Regions from separate parts of the Sus scrofa genome. Here region 2 is linked to region 1. The links are chromatin contacts, called in public HiChIP or PLAC-seq maps. All regions are on one chromosome and are shown on one strand. The core of a region is the stretch at or near the end of the contact, and the rest is flanking DNA. Distances in the headings are between cores, read along the strand shown.

Evidence for each region. HiChIP or PLAC-seq counts read pairs in DNA pulled down with a chosen protein or histone mark.
Region 2: an H3K27ac HiChIP or PLAC-seq map of skeletal muscle shows a contact between it and region 1, with 5 times the contacts expected there. The contact joins two enhancer-like sites. A contact is called at or near these places in 1 of 5 promoter capture datasets (liver), 3 of 47 Hi-C or Micro-C datasets (liver and skeletal muscle) and 2 of 2 datasets of contacts at active chromatin or transcription factors (alveolar macrophages and skeletal muscle).

What each region holds. Positions count from the first base shown.
Region 1 is chr2:47,178,000-47,185,555 of Sscrofa11.1, forward strand. It overlaps MICAL2 (F-actin-methionine sulfoxide oxidase MICAL2), which reads right to left. Exons shown (of 38, transcript XM_021083313.1): 9 at 4,431-4,531. Among named protein-coding and RNA genes, the nearest start is that of MICAL2, 120 kb to the right of the region's middle. Within about 2 kb of position 3,177, at least 18 of the 83 cell types and tissues checked have an H3K27ac peak or open chromatin away from gene starts, as enhancers often do. A contact at or near this core is called in skeletal muscle, where this site is marked.
Region 2 is chr2:47,336,363-47,343,918 of Sscrofa11.1, forward strand. LOC102160616 (a long non-coding RNA gene) reads left to right here. Exons shown (of 4, transcript XR_301761.3): 4 at 1-335. Among named protein-coding and RNA genes, the nearest start is that of MICAL2, 38 kb to the left of the region's middle. Within about 2 kb of position 4,244, at least 5 of the 83 cell types and tissues checked have an H3K27ac peak or open chromatin away from gene starts, as enhancers often do. A contact at or near this core is called in skeletal muscle, where this site is marked.

The DNA of each region.
Region 1 (7,556 bases), core at 1,927-4,426:
CAGAGAGGCTAATCAAAACAGAAATAGAAAATCAGGGCCAAGGGAATAAAGAGGAACCAAATCAGCCATCTGTGAGCATTAAGAGAGTTGTGATGAAGGATCAAATTTGGCGTTGAGCTTCCTGGCATCCAAAGCAAAAGGGAAATGTGATATATTACAGGGCTTTCCTTTATCAGAAAGAAGGAAGCACAGAAATTCCTTGGGGAGGCAATTTTTTCCTGGCAGTAAATTCTCAAAGAACTGTCTGACAGAGGAATTTTGATAGAGAACATTGTGTCATAATGAGCAGTGAACTCAATAGCGATCTTGCAGCAGATACAGAAGCTCATTTCCTAGGGCTGCTTCTTCTGATAACTTTGAATAAAAAGTAAAACACAGAAGAGTCAATAAGAGTAATTTTATAATGGACTAAGCTAAGCTACAGGGGTCCAGCAATGCTGTGGTGAGTGGTCAAATGAGTCCAAAAAAGAACCAGATGCCTGGTCTGACTCTTCAATCGTTCTCGGTTTATCCCTGCTCTCTACAGGCTGAGGGCTGCTCAGGGCCCTGCCCTGCTCTTGGAGTGTGAATTGTTACACTTCCCTGCTGGGGCGGGGGGTGGGGTGGGGTGGGGGAGAACCCTGAGCTTGGAGGACTAGGACTAGAGGGACCCTGGCCATGAACTCTTGGACGTCACCCAGAGACAAAGCTGCTCCTTGTGTGGCTACAAAGACGAAAAGACTATCTTTCCCAAAAGGTGATACTGAAAGTGCAAATCCCTTGGGCTGGGGCGTGGGGGCAGGGAACCAGCCTGTAAGACCAACTCGGGCCTTGGGGTCAGTGAGATCAACAGGTCATATTCCATCTCTGCTGTTTACTGATTATGTCAACTTGGGCAAGTTATGGAACGTCTCAGAGTTTCCGTAGTCTTCTTTGTAAAATGAGAATATCAAAATCTCCTGCACAGACTCATGGGAAGAGCAAATGAGACCGTGTATGTGAACTCCCCAGCCTGATGCCTGGGAACCGGGACGTGCTCAGTGAATGGGAATTCCTATCCCTAATTAAGTCAGGATGGTACAAACCACAGCATATGGCAAAGTGCATCTTGGACATCAGCAGGAGCATTTATAAAGGTCTTAGAAGGCACAGCCTCACCTACAAACAGTGACCTAGTGTCCATTTTCCTAACAGCCATGATTTCCCAGAAATTCTAATATGTCCACATCTGAACCATGTCACCTAAATCGAATCCAGCGCTGGCCCCTTTGTCAGGTCATGGCCTTCAGGCTGGGGCTCCTGTTATTCTCTTTCCTTTCTCAGACCTGTTCTTACATCACAGGTACACTCCCTCCCTGAAGGTGTGGATGAATGAAGTGAGAGATTTCAGAAATACCCCCTCTTCAAAACAGGCCACAAGCACCCTTGCGAGGACCAGGTGATGGACAAGTGCGGATATTGTACTACGAAGGCAGCCCTTGGTGCGGATGCCACACGCAGGAGTGTGGGGACCTGGCCAAGGGGCAGACACCCCCGGGATGACAGCCACCTGGCCCAGGGCTGCTGGGAGGGGCCTTGCAGGGTAGGAGGTCCCCGGTGAGTGAGTGGATGGCAGAGGCAGATTTGTAGGGAGCTGGTGAGAATGAAGATGAGAGAGAAAAATGGGGTCAGGACTATAATAAAGTAGGCAGAGCTGAAAAGGAGCACTAAATGAAGATAAAGCCAGTGGTGAATTGGGGCCCCATCTTCAGGCCTGGGGAACTGAAGAGAGGCTGGATCCTAGATGGAGGTGGGACAGTAAAAAGGGAAGCAGCAACATGAGAGAAGGCTGGGGAATCCTATAGGAATCTTTCCAAGCGTGGAGGTGGGAAAGGCTGTGGACCAGAAGAAAAGGTCAGGCGATGCTTGTTCACTGCTTCTAAAGAGGGTCAACTTCGCATCAAAGACCAGTGTGATGTGTATCTGTCCACTTCAACCACCTGGCAAACAAGCTCCCTCCTACTGAGGTCAGACCAAGCCTGCATGTGCATGGGCCAGTAGAGGTAGGGTCCAGGAGGGATGCTCTCCTGGGGGGAGCAAGATGGCCACAGTTGGGAGCCCAGAGGCAGGGTTTCCTGAGGAGAAACTTTACTCTCCCGGCAGTAGTCACAGAAAGAAGTCTGGAGATCAGCAGGAATCCCTGAGGAAGAAGGTCAGTCAGTCATTCAACAAACATTCCCTCAGCACCTTGTGTGTCTTAAGAAAGATGCAGACTTATACAGGGACAAGAAAACAGAGGACTTGCCATTCCTCTGGGAGCAAGAGAAGAATGTTAATTTAAGTAGTTCAGTGTAGACAGATCAACTTCCAGCTTAGGCAAATGCTATAGAACTTGGCTAGACACCTGGAGAGTAAAGTCAGGGCTCCTGAACCAAATGGTGTCCAGTTCTCCCACGTCCATCCATGGCCTCCAATTTCTAGAGTTTATATACTATACCCAGAGACCCTTCTGCACCAGCTCAGAAGATGCTCAGAGATGCTCTGAGGGAGAAGACAGGCCTTGGTGAGAACAACCACAGGCCTGGGATCTGTTCCCAGCTCCTGTAGCCATGGCAGGACCAGAGCGAGGCATTCCCACCTACCTGTGCCATGACACAGAACCTGGGACAGGAGCATAGAGGGGCTCTGATGAAAGCCAAGGAATCAAGTTACCATGGCAACATGTTGTGGCCAGGACAAAGACCCTGAGATGACCTGGAGGAACCTCAGCATCCCAAGAGGCCAGAGTCCTTGGCTAGTGAAATAGGAACCCCAAGTCAAACTTGGCCTGACTCCCCAGGGGTGGGCCTGCAAGAGCCTCCCAATCCCCTCCTCTGTGCCTGCACCCTAGACCCCAATTAGTTCTTCACTATCTGACACAGGCATCCCAACCAACAGGGGAGGTAACTTTGGGAGGGACACCTGTGGAGCAGAGGGAAAAAGGGGAACATGGCCTCGCCTCCCACAGACCGGGTCAGCAGGGGGGCACCAGATGTTGAAACCCACTGCTCACACATCTGCTGATTGTGCTACGTCAGTGTCATGAAACCCCCACTCCTCCCAATCCCACCCCATTCCTAACCTCCGGTCCAGCGACTCAGGCTCTCAGCAAAGGCCTGAGCTGATGTGGAGGAGGCCCAGGGGAGGGCTGGGTTACTAATGCCGCCCAGCCGGCTGCCAGCACAAGCTGGCGTGAGGACAGGCACATTCTTCTCTGACAAGCAGCAATGAATGGTCACCGTGCTGCCTGGGCTGCAGGCCGACACCGGAGAGCCGGTTGACCTTGGACTGCACGATCCTTATCTTGAGGCTATAGCAGCAGCAACAGGAATAGGGGCTCAGGGAGGGTTGAAGCCCAATCAAAGAAGCTGCCGTCCCAGGGCCGGCCACTCCATGTGCTCCTTTGTTGCAGCCCTGCTCTCTTGTTTGAGCATGAAAAGTGCACAGACAGGAAGCAGGGGCCAGGGAGCCAGCAGGACAAAAAAGCAGGTGTCCAAACCAGGCAGAGAAGTAATGGAGGGAATTGCCAAACCGACTTCAGGCCAAGTGCTCTTTACACATTTAAAAACTTATTCCTCTGAACAGCCCTTTTATTATTTATTTATTTGTGTTTCATCTTTTTAGGGCCTCACTCGTGGCATATGGAGGTTCCCAGGCTAGGGGTCGAATGGGAGCTATAGCTGCCAGCAGATGTCACAGACACAGCAACACCAGATCCAAGCTGAGTCTATGACCTACACTGCAGCTCATGGCCACCCTGGGTCCTTAATCCACTGAGCGAGGCCAGGGATCAAACCCATGTCCTCATGGATACTAGTTAGGTTCGTTAACCACTGAGCCACGACAGGAACTCCTGAACAGCCCTTGTAGACAGAAATTCTTATTCCCATTCTCCAGATGAGAAGACCGAGGTACAGAGAAGGCAAGCAGTTTAGTCACAGTCTTGAGTTAGAGACGGGCCCAAGCCGAGATTGAACTTGAGTCTTCTGAAGTGCAGTAGAGCTTTCCCCCACACCGTGACAACGGGGTGGCAGTGTGACGTTCACAAGGGAAAGTGCCTGTGTCCCACTAGGACAAGAAGCCCCCATCTTGCCTCCGAGTGATGTGTGACCCGCAGCAAAGGCGGCAGGGATAAATGAGAGATGTGGAAGGTAAAGACTCAGCTTGTCTCTTAGTGGAAAAAGCCCACCCTAACACCTGGCTGAGGCTCTAAGCATTGCCCCCAGCCCAGCTCTGCAGAATCACTTCTGCCTGAATTTGTCCGTGTGGGCTCCCACACCCAACACACACGCACCACCAAGGAGAAGGAAGTGGGGGGGTGGGGGGTGGTTGGTCCTTGCTCAGTCTCTGGCAGGATGACATCTGTTCCCCCTGATGCTGCCAGCCCAGGTCACAAAGGGAAAGACAGGACCTCACAGCCAGGAGATACATACATTAATGATGACACCTTTGTCAAGCAAGCTCTGCTTCTTGGCGGTCATGACAAAATAGTGGGTGCAGTCCTTGTAGTAAACAATGTTCTCAAGATCAATTCCTGAAAAGAGAAGGTGGATGGGCTCAGTATTACTTCTTCGGTGCCTTCTGTGTGTCAAGAGCTCTGCTTTGCCTCGATAAAAGTCTCATTACTTACCTGCAGCATATTCATGTTTATCAGACATACTGGTGGGGCAAAGATAAAACCTCACCCAAGTCAACATAGCTAGCTTTCACAGTCCCACAAAGTTACGATTCCTTTTCTTTTTTCTTTCCTTTTTTTTTTTTTGGTCTTTTTAGGGCCACACCTGAGGCATATGGAAGTTTCCAGGCTAGAGGTGGAATCAGAGCTGTGGAACTGGCCTACACTACAGCCACAGCAACGTCAGATCCAAGCCAATTCTGCAAGCTACACCACGGCTCACAGCAACGCTGGGTTCTTAACCCACTGAGCGAGGCCGGGGATTGAACCTGTGTCCTCATGGATGCTCGTCAGATTGGTTTCCGCTGAGCCAGGACAGGAACTCCCTACTCCTTTTCTTTTTAAAGGGAGATATAATATTGTGTAAGTTTAAGGTGTACAACATGTTGATTTGATACATAAGTGTATTGCAATATGATTAAGCCACTATTTCTTTTAAAAGTCATAAGGCCCTTCAGGGCTGTGGACCAGTATTTCGAGTCAGAGTTGAGTACATGCTGCAAGGAGGCACAGTGCTGTCTGTGGCATAGCAGCTAAGTGGCGACAGAATTAGGATCTGAACCTCAGCCTGTCGGATTCCAAGTCCCATTCACAGTGGCTTCGATGTGGCCAGAGATGCAAAAGAGCTGTGGGACTTCTCCAAAGACTGCTAAAGCATTTTTCTACCATCTTCCTGCTGTGTGCGAAAACCCACATACCCTGGTAGGAACAACTCAATTAGAGGACTGGGTTATATCTTTTTGGGCTTTTCACCAATTGCAAAACACTTTATAGACTAGGTTTCTGCATTTAAAGCAATGCTGTAGATGAGAGCTAAGGCAGTATTTCTCAAAGTCGGATCCCCAGCCAGCAGCAGAAGCATTACTGGAGAACTTCCTAGAAATGCAAATGATGGGGTCCTAGGAGTTCCCATCGTAGCTCAGTGGTTAATGAACCCTACTAGTATCCATGAGGATGCAGGTTCCATCCCTGGCCTTGCTCAGTGGGTTAAGGATCCAGCATTGCTGTGAGCTGTGATGTAGGTCGAAGATGTGGCTGGGATCCCACGTTGCTGTGGCTGTAGTGTAGGCTGGCAGCAGCAGCTCTGATTCGACCCCTAGCCTGGGAACTTCCACATGCCACAGGTGCAGCCCTAAAAAGACCAAAAAAAAAAAAAAAAAAAAATTGGGGGCCTGACCCCAGACCTACTGAATGGGAAACTCTAGTGGTCTGGCCAGCCATGTGTGCTTGAACAAGCCTTACAAGTGACTCTGATTCACCCTCAAGTTTGAGAACTACTGGTTTGGCTTTTTTTTTTTGAAGGGTAAAGGCAACTTATCGGCCGTTACCAGAGAGGCATATGGGGTAACCATGGAAACACCTTTATTACTGTTACATAGGAAACAGCCATCAAGGCAGAGGGCCCCCCAGAAGATCCAAGGAAATTCATCACTGTCACTCTGTGAGGGACATTGCTGTTGAACAATGGCAAAGGTGAGGACCACAGCAAAGTGAAAAAGGAAGCTCATTGAAACATTCGGAAAAACACACACAATGTCCTGTCATAATTTGTATTTGGTGGTTTATTTAAGCATTTATTTTCCTGTTTTTTTAGGTGGGGGGGGGCTAGAGAACTCCTAAATCATTCAAAATGACATAATATGCTGAAAGGAAATACTTTCTTTTTTTTTTTATAATTTTTTTTATTTTCCCACTGTACAGCAAGGGGGTCAGGTTATCCTTACATGTATACATTACAATTACATTTTTCCCCCCACTCTTTTTTTTTTTTTTAAAGTAGAATAATGCCACCCTGGTGACACTCAGAGGGCCATGCAGTGGACACACATCACTGGGGCCAGTGAGAGGCAGAATCTGGCTCAATAACTAATCCCCTTTCTAGAAAACTCTCTTATGGAAATAACCCAACAGAAGCAGTTTTATTGGTAACAGTAAATAACTGAAAGGTTTAAATCAGAGGTCCACAAGCTTTTTCCATAAAGGGCCAAAGAGTAAATATTTGGGCTTTGTGGCCCATCCGGTCTGTGTCACAAGACCTCATAGTGGAGCAGCCACAGGCACCACGGTAAACACCAGCCTGGCTGCATTCCAGTAAACCTGTATTCACAGACACTGGAACTTGAATTTCATAGAATTTTCAATTTGTCACAAAATATTCTTTTGATTTTTCTGGAGCCGTTCAAAAATATTAAAACCATTCTTAGCTTGAAGGCAGCACAAAAACACATGGCAGGCCATGGTTTGCCAACCCCTGGTTTAGATGCTTCAGCAGAGACAAGACATGTCCTTCATGGACTGTTCTGCCAAGCCCAACCATCAGGAAGACTAGGCACAAAGGACAATATTTCAAATCTGATGCTCAGTGAGGAAAGCGGAATCACAGAGTATTGACACTATGATGAAAGCCCTAGCCAAATAAAAAGTAAGGATGCTGGCAGAAAATCACAGAAAAGAACTATGTGAAAATGAAGACTATTCCCCTGCAAGGTGGTGCTGAGTGTTAATGATTTATTTTTAGTAGAAAATTTTATTTAAAATTGTTACACTTCCTTTTCAAGGAGAATTTTATTTATTTATTTATTTATTTATGTCATTTTAGGGCTACACCCTCGGCATATGGGGGTTCCCAGGCTAGGGGTCTAATCAGGGCTACAGCTGCTGGCCACAGCCACACCAGATTCAAGCTGTTATCTCCGACTGCACCACAGCTTACAGCAACACTGGATCCTTAAACCCACTGAGCGAGGCCCGGGATCAAACTTGCATCTTCACGGACACTGTGTTGGGTTCTTAACCTGCTGAGCCACAATGGGAACTTCTTTTCTGATTCATGATGGACTCCTCTCCTGATAGAAAATAAGCTCCAAGAGAGGGGTTTTGCTTG
Region 2 (7,556 bases), core at 2,994-5,493, 160 kb after region 1:
TCATACTGCAAGTCTCAAGGGCAAAGCCCTTCCTGAGGAGGGCAGAGCGTAGACAGTAGGGATCCAGGACCGCTGCCCTTGTGGAGTCTCTCCTTCAGCCAAGCTGGAGCGAGCCCAGCCTCTGCAGTTATGTTGTGTGATCTCATACATTTCCCTGTGGTTGAAGACAGAAGGTGAGGTAAAGTCTCCTCACTGACACCAGGGTCTTCCACATGCAGCACATGTGAATCGGCTGTCCTGTGTGTTCAGCACGTCTCCCTGTCACCTCCCTCATGCAACCAACCCGACTCCTGCCCCTTCCCAACTGACTATGCTGGATCATTTGCAAAGGTGACCCTACCAAAAAAAAAAAAAAAAAAAAGGTTTTGGGTTTTTTTTGGGGGGGGCGGTTGGGGGGGTTGTAGGGCTACAAATACAGCATATGGAAGTTCCCAGGCTAGGGGTCCAATCAGAGCCACGGCTGCCAGCCTACACCACAGCCACAGCAATGCCAAATCCAACCCATGTCTGTGACCTACACCAAAGCTTCCAGCAATGCTGGATCCTGAACTCACTGAACGAGGTCAGCATCCTCATGGATACTAGTTGGGTTCATGTCTGCTGAGCCACAACGGGAACTCTCCTGTAGCTTCTTTTATGATTTAGCCTCAGAAGTCAAGCAATGGCCCTTCTGTTACATTTTATTAGTTTCCAATGAAATCACAAGAATTAGTGGCGTAAAACAACCATGGTAAGCCCTGAGCTTCCAAGTAAGGTTGCCATGCTATAAGGATTCCTGGGACATACAGAGAGGCCTCTCACGGGTATTCCAGCTGACAACTCCAGCTGACAGCCAGCTGGTGTCAAACTCCAGAAGATTCCAGCCCCCAGCTATTGAGTCATCCCCAGGCTTGGAATCTTCCCCCTGGAGGCCCAGGAATCAGAGATCAGAGAAAAGCTGTCCCCACTGTGCCCTAACACACAGACTGTGTGAGTACGAGACAATGGTTATTTTACACCACCAACTCTTGAGGTGGTTTGTTATGCAGCCATGGTTGTGAAGCACCTAAGGTGACACAGCTAGATAGCAAGAGGAGCATGAGGTCAGACTTTGGCCCTGGAATTCTGCCCCCAGAGCCCAAGTTGTTACCTACAACTCCTTCCAGCCTCCCCTCAGAGAGCGTTTTGTTTCTATGACTTGGCTCCCCTGACTCCATGCGAAACCCCTCATCGTGGGGGTGCGTGCTCCTTACTCAGCTGTTCCCAGGCCACCACCTCCCAAGGCTCCTCCTTTCTGGAAGTTCAATCCCCTCTCTTACCTGGGCTCCCTGACCACTCTCCCCCAACTTTTAGGATGCAGCCCCACCTTCCTTGATGACTTCAGTTTCTGCTTCACAGATTTGCTTTGCTCCCCACCAAACTCCATATGAAAAATGCACTTACTATGTGTCCCTACTAGGGACCAGGCACACAGTAGGGATGCAAAGTAGGATGAGCTCTTTCCTAGGGCTCTGTAGCAAATTGCCACTTTGTGGCTTAAAACAGTATAAGCTTACTATCCTATAGTCCTGGAGATCAGAAACCTGAAATGCACATCATAGGGCTAAAATCAAGGTGTCTGCAAGGCTTGCATTTCTTCTGGAGAGTCTAGAAGAGAATCCATTCCTTTGCCTCTGAAGCTTTTAGAGGCTGCCTACAGTCCTTGCCTTTCAGCCTCTTTTTCCACATCCAACGCCACCAGTGTACCATCTTCAGATCTCTTTCTGACTCTCCTGCCTTCCTCTTCCACTTCCAACAACTCTTGCAATTATGCCCAGATTATCCAGTAAAATGTCCTTATCTTAAGATTCTTAATCACATCTGCAAAGTCCCTTTTGCATGTAAGGTAACATACAGGTTCTGGGCATTAGGACATGGGCATCTGGGCATCTTTGGAAGGCCATCAAGCTGCCTGCCCAAGTTTTTTTTTTTTTTTTTGGTCATGCCTGCAGCATGCAGAAGTTCCTGAGCTACAGCAGTAACCAGAGCCACAGCAATGACACTGGATCCTTAACCCACTGAGCCACCAGGGAACTCTGAAGTTACATATTTATAGCAGATTCTGCTATTCTTAACATATATTCATATATTCTCATCTCACTGGACACACACTTCTTGCCTTGTATTCAGGTGTGATGACCATGCAATGGAGTTGTGGCCAATGGGGAGTAAACAGAAGGAATGGGCACCACTTACAGACCCAGCCACAAAACCCTCTTAGAAGCCTCCACGCTTTTCCCGTGCGTGAGCTGAATCCGAGAACCCAGGGGAAGGGGAAGCCACAGGGTATAAGAACTCAGGATCCCTGAAGTGGAACTGTCTCCCTGCTGACTCACATTGCATTTCGACATAAATGAAGACATTGAAATGTGAGGGATCTTTGCTAGTGGTTAGCCAAACACTGACAATGCACAAATACTTTCAAAGAACTTACCTAAGCGTTATTTCATACAGTTTATATGGTATTTGATTGTGCAAGTAGATATCACATTTACTTATAATTATAAGTTGATCTGTGACATAGACGGAACAAGAAGGTCACTTGATAAACACAAAAAAGGGAAATCAGGAATTGTGTGACTCAGCTGTGGGCAGCCTCTGCATCTGACTTATTTCCATGTTTTGTATTGATGGGTTGTACCTTATCGAGGAAACCCTCATCAACACAAAGAAGTAACTGCAAACAGGAGTTCCCGTTGTGGTGCAGCGGAAACGAATCCGACTAGGAAATGAGGTTGCGGGTTCAATCCCTGGCCTTGCTCAGTAGGTTAAGGATCTGGCGTTGCTGTGAGCTGTGGTGTAGGTTGCAGAGGTGGCTCGGATCCGGCATTGCTGGGGCTTCGGCCGAGGCCGGCAGCTGTAGCTCCGATTAGACCCCTAGCCTGGGAACCTCCACATACCACTGATGCAGCCCTAAAAAGACAAAAGAAATAACTGCAAACAGTAGCCAGTGTATTTTAACCTCCTGTAATCTCCACATACTCTTCACTAAACAGAGATCTTCAGAAAATTTTGATTCCGAGGTCAACCCAGAAACTAGTTACTGAGTCACACAAGTTAATATTTTGAATAGCTTCTACACCGATTTATCTTTATGTTGTTTACTTTCTAAAGGCTCAAAGACAATTTACCCAAAACCTGCAGTATAAGTGAAACCACAACCAGCCAAACAAGAACAACAAGATATGAGCCCAGTGGTCAAGCACCTGGAGTTTGGGATTTCACGGGTGGAGAAACAGGGGAATGTGTGTGGGTGAGTGTGTGTATGTGTGTGTGTGTGGTGGGGGTGGGCAGGGGGCAGGAGTAGGCAGAAAGATCTTATGATCTTGGAAACACGTGACCTATTTTCCGAAATGGTCCTTCTGGGCAGATGATGGAAGGATCTGACATCTAGATGACCCTGTACCTCGCTAAAGTAAGAGCTGAGGGTTGTTCTCATCACTTAAGCAGAGAACAGAACCTGGGAACCCAGAGCCAATGTACACAATCATTGACAGGAAGGCTGGGGAGGGCTGGGACCCCAGAGCGGTCTGTTCTAGGCAGTGGTCAGTATCTTACCTGTGACTCCTTATGGAAGATTGAGTCTGTGGCTCATCAGGTTGGGTGGACAGTGAGTCCTGAGGAGCCCCTGTTGCTTCTGGCACCAAAAGAAGTAGAAAGTTCTGGAAGGCCAGCCAACAAGCAGGCAAGACAAGTGTGAGATATATCCCCACTGGGGATCCCAGGACTGCAAGAGAAGGCAGCTTCTCCCCAACTCGCCTGGGCAACCCACAGCAAGAAGAACCCACGAAGGGAAGAAGGATGTTTCCATTGATGGAGCTCATTCTATGCCAAGCTCTATGCTCTGCCTTTTACATGAAGTTCAATGGACCAACAATCCTGTGTAGTAGGTACTTTTAATCTCCAATTTAGAGATAGGGGATGGAGTCTTAGCAAGATTGGAAAGTCAGCCCCAAGAGCACATGGCCGATCGCAGCAGAGCTGGCCCTGAAGGGCAGCTGCCTGAGCCAAGTCCATGAGCTCAGACACCTGTTGAGGGGGTAAGGCTCTGGCTACACACACACACACACCCACCACACACACCACCACACACACACACACACACACACGCCACCCCTGCGGGATCCCTTTCCTCTGACTGAAATAGACCTGGAGAGGGAGGCACTGGGACTTTCAGCACCACAATTAAAGCTATAAATGCTAGCAGGGTGCAAAACCACTGACCTTGGCCAGCGCTGAGACAGGGAGCTGTAAAGCCAGGGTACACGGCGTGCGCTGGTGGCGCTCACTCCAGGTACCAGGGAGGTGGACACAATGTGCTCCCATCTTCATCACCTTCCAGGCCTCAGATTTCACAGGTCCAATGACACAGACCTTCCGGAACAGCGCAAGGGCCCTCAGAACACTCTGAACTGCTCATTGTTTACACAACAGCGGCTGCTATGAGCTTCTCAGGGTTTATCACTGTGTAACCTCCCACATTCGATGTGGGGAGAATGGGGCACCAAGACATTTATGCCTAAACCAGGATTCAGACACTAGTGAGAGCTGAAAAACTGGTGGGCCACGATCCCCAAGCCTGTCCCCTAAATATCCATTGCATGGATGGTGGGCTCCAATTAAAAGTAGCACATAGGCGGCAGAGTTCTTGTTATGGCACGGCAGAAATGAATCCAACTGGTATCCATGAGGATGCAAGTTCGATCCCTGGCCTCGATCAGTGGGTTAAGTATCTGGCATTGCCATCAGCTGTGGTGTAGGTCGCAGACACGGCTCGGATCCTGCATTGCTGTGGCTGTGGCGTAGGCCAACAACTGTAGCTCCGATTCCAGCCTGGGAGTTTCCATATGCCACAGATGTGGCCCTAAGAAGCAAAAAAAAAAAAGAAAAAAAAAAAAAGCAGTACATAGGTGTGATAAACATCTTTCAGGTAAATATTGACTTCGCTTCTGGTGGGGCAGGGGGCCCTGCCATGTGTGGACCAGGTGAGCAGTGGGGATGTCAGAGAATTCACTGGTGGCAGAAACATCCTAATCCACTCCCCAAATCTAGTGTTTCATCTACCAGGGCACCTCACAGAGTCCCCTGGTCATGAGCCCAGAATAGGGCTTCTCTCTTTCATGGAGGGCAGATCCCAATTTCAACAGGCCCTCAACAGCCAATCTCCTAAGGTTTTGTTTCTGTGTATTTGCTGTGTGACAGTCTGAGGTTTTAAGTCACCTTTTCTTTCTAAGGGACATTGAGAGTTGTCCGAGCCCCAGCAGCCCAACCAGGGTTTCACAGATGATGAAACCCATTCTGTTCCTTTTCTCTGATGAAGCTGTTGTCCAAGCCACCAGTCCCCTCAACCCTCCCCTGTAAAATATGTCAAACCAGGATGATTTTCAGAATGATATGGAAGTGTAGAAATTTGCCATGAGACATGACTTGGGGACAGTTTATTAGACTGGAGATGGAATGGGAATGTGTACTTTTTCCCAAAAATGTTGGTATTTTTATTGCAAAAATGTTTTTTTTTTTTTGAAAATTAAATAGCATATATACATATTGGCTTTTCCTGGGCAGTTAGTTTTAGTGTTGAATGTTTTATTTAGAAACTTTTACAAATCCCTAAGAGACGGAAAGTGGGGGCTGCTGGAAGAGGGGAGGATGGAAAAGAAAGTTGCCGTTGGCCCTGAACACGTGCTAACTGAAGGATGGATGGATGTTGGATGAATGAATGAATGAATGAGACCATCGGAGGTCCTATCATGGCGCAGCAGAAACGGATCCGACTAGGAACATGCAGTTGCAGGTTCAATCCCTGGCCTTGCTCAGTGGGTTAAGGATCTGGTGTTGCCATGAGCTGTGGTGTAGGTTGCAGATGCAGCTCGGATCTGGTGTGGTTCTGGCTGTGGCATAGGCCAGCAGCTGTAGCTCCAATTAGACCCCTAGCCTGGGAACCTCCATATGTCACGGATGTGGCCCTAAAAAGACAAAAAGGAAAAGAAAAAAGAAATTATCAATGCACAGTGGATCTAAGGTATCCTTGCTCCTCCCTTCCTTTTTGAGCACCTGCAAAATAGCATCCAGAAATCTTAATACTTTAACATTCACAGGTTCAGGCCTCAGGCCCATCTTGAGGGGCTGAACACCACCAAGGGGCACAGGCCAGAGCAGCAGCTGACGTGGGCCAGGTGGCCCCAGCAGACTCCAGCCCTTCCCTGCCTGGGTTATTAAGCCCAGCCACGTGGTTTCCACGTGGTTTCCTCCTGGGTTCCCAGAGCGACCCACCAAGGAGGCAGAGTTCGGCTCAGTCCTCTTGTGCGCTTGGGTCCTGCCCCTGTGGCTGAAAGAGCCCCTGCGGCCAGTAGGTGGAGGGGCAGTCAGGAGGGATGTACCAGGGGGCCATCAGTGTGAGATGCTGCGCCAAGCTTGGGGGAGCTGAGCAGGTGCAGAGTCCCAGCCAGTTTGCTGACCTTCAGAAACTCACTCACGCAAAACCCTGGGGCACTCTGTTTTCTTTCCCTACTAGGCATTAAAACTGCTGAACTTTGACTTGCAGATTAACGCATGAAAATAATATGAATATTGTACATCAGTTTTCAAATGCAACTTCCCCCCTGTCAAATCTGATTGGTAGCCGCTCCTTAAGGGTCCAAGCCCCCCAGTGCCCTGCCCCTCCACCAAGTAAGCACTATCCTTGATGGAGAGAAAGAGCGGGTCCCCTTCTCTGTCCAGGGGCACCATGCCTTTCACCCTGCCTTCAGTCCCACACCTCTCACTTTGGTCCAGAGAATCTTGGGGGTGGGGGCAAAGTCAGTAGAGCCATTTGCCGCTCCCCCAAATCTGGGGGCCCCTACTTGCAGCTGCTTATAATTGGAAAAATTGAGCAAGGAGCAGAGTTGGAACTGGTTTAAACCATCAATCCTCAGTTACATCGATTGACTCATTTCCTACCTAAAAACTCTGCATGTGAAGAAGAGATCTAAATATTTGTTGGGGGGAGTTCCTGTCATGGCTCAGCGGTAACGAACCTGAGGAGTATCCATGAAGATGCAGGTTTGAACCCTGGCCTCATTCAGTGGGTTCAAGATCTAGCATTGCCATGAGCTTGGTATAGGGTGCAGACGCGGCTCGGAGCTGGTGTGGCTGTGGCTGTGGGGTAGGCCGGCAGCTGCAGCTCCGAATTCAGCCCCTAGCCTGGGAACTTCCAAATGCCATGGGTGCGGCCCTAAAAACATAGATAGATAGATAGATAGATAGATAGATAGATAGATAGATAGATAGATAGATAGATAGATAGATAGATAGATAGAGTGTTGGGGGAAGAGGGTTTCAAAATCGGCAAACTGTCAAGACTTGCTAAGGGTCTCGAAAGAGTTAGCCTAGCTTGTTGAGGGTCTGTGACCCATTAGAGCCCTTTGGAGGAGGATAGCTAGGGTGACACAGGTGATACCTGGAAGAAAGCTGAAAGAAACAGTGACATTCATCCTGGAAAGCATGAAGGGAGCCACTGTTTTCACATCCCTGGATGGCTCCGATGGGGAGGAGGAGTG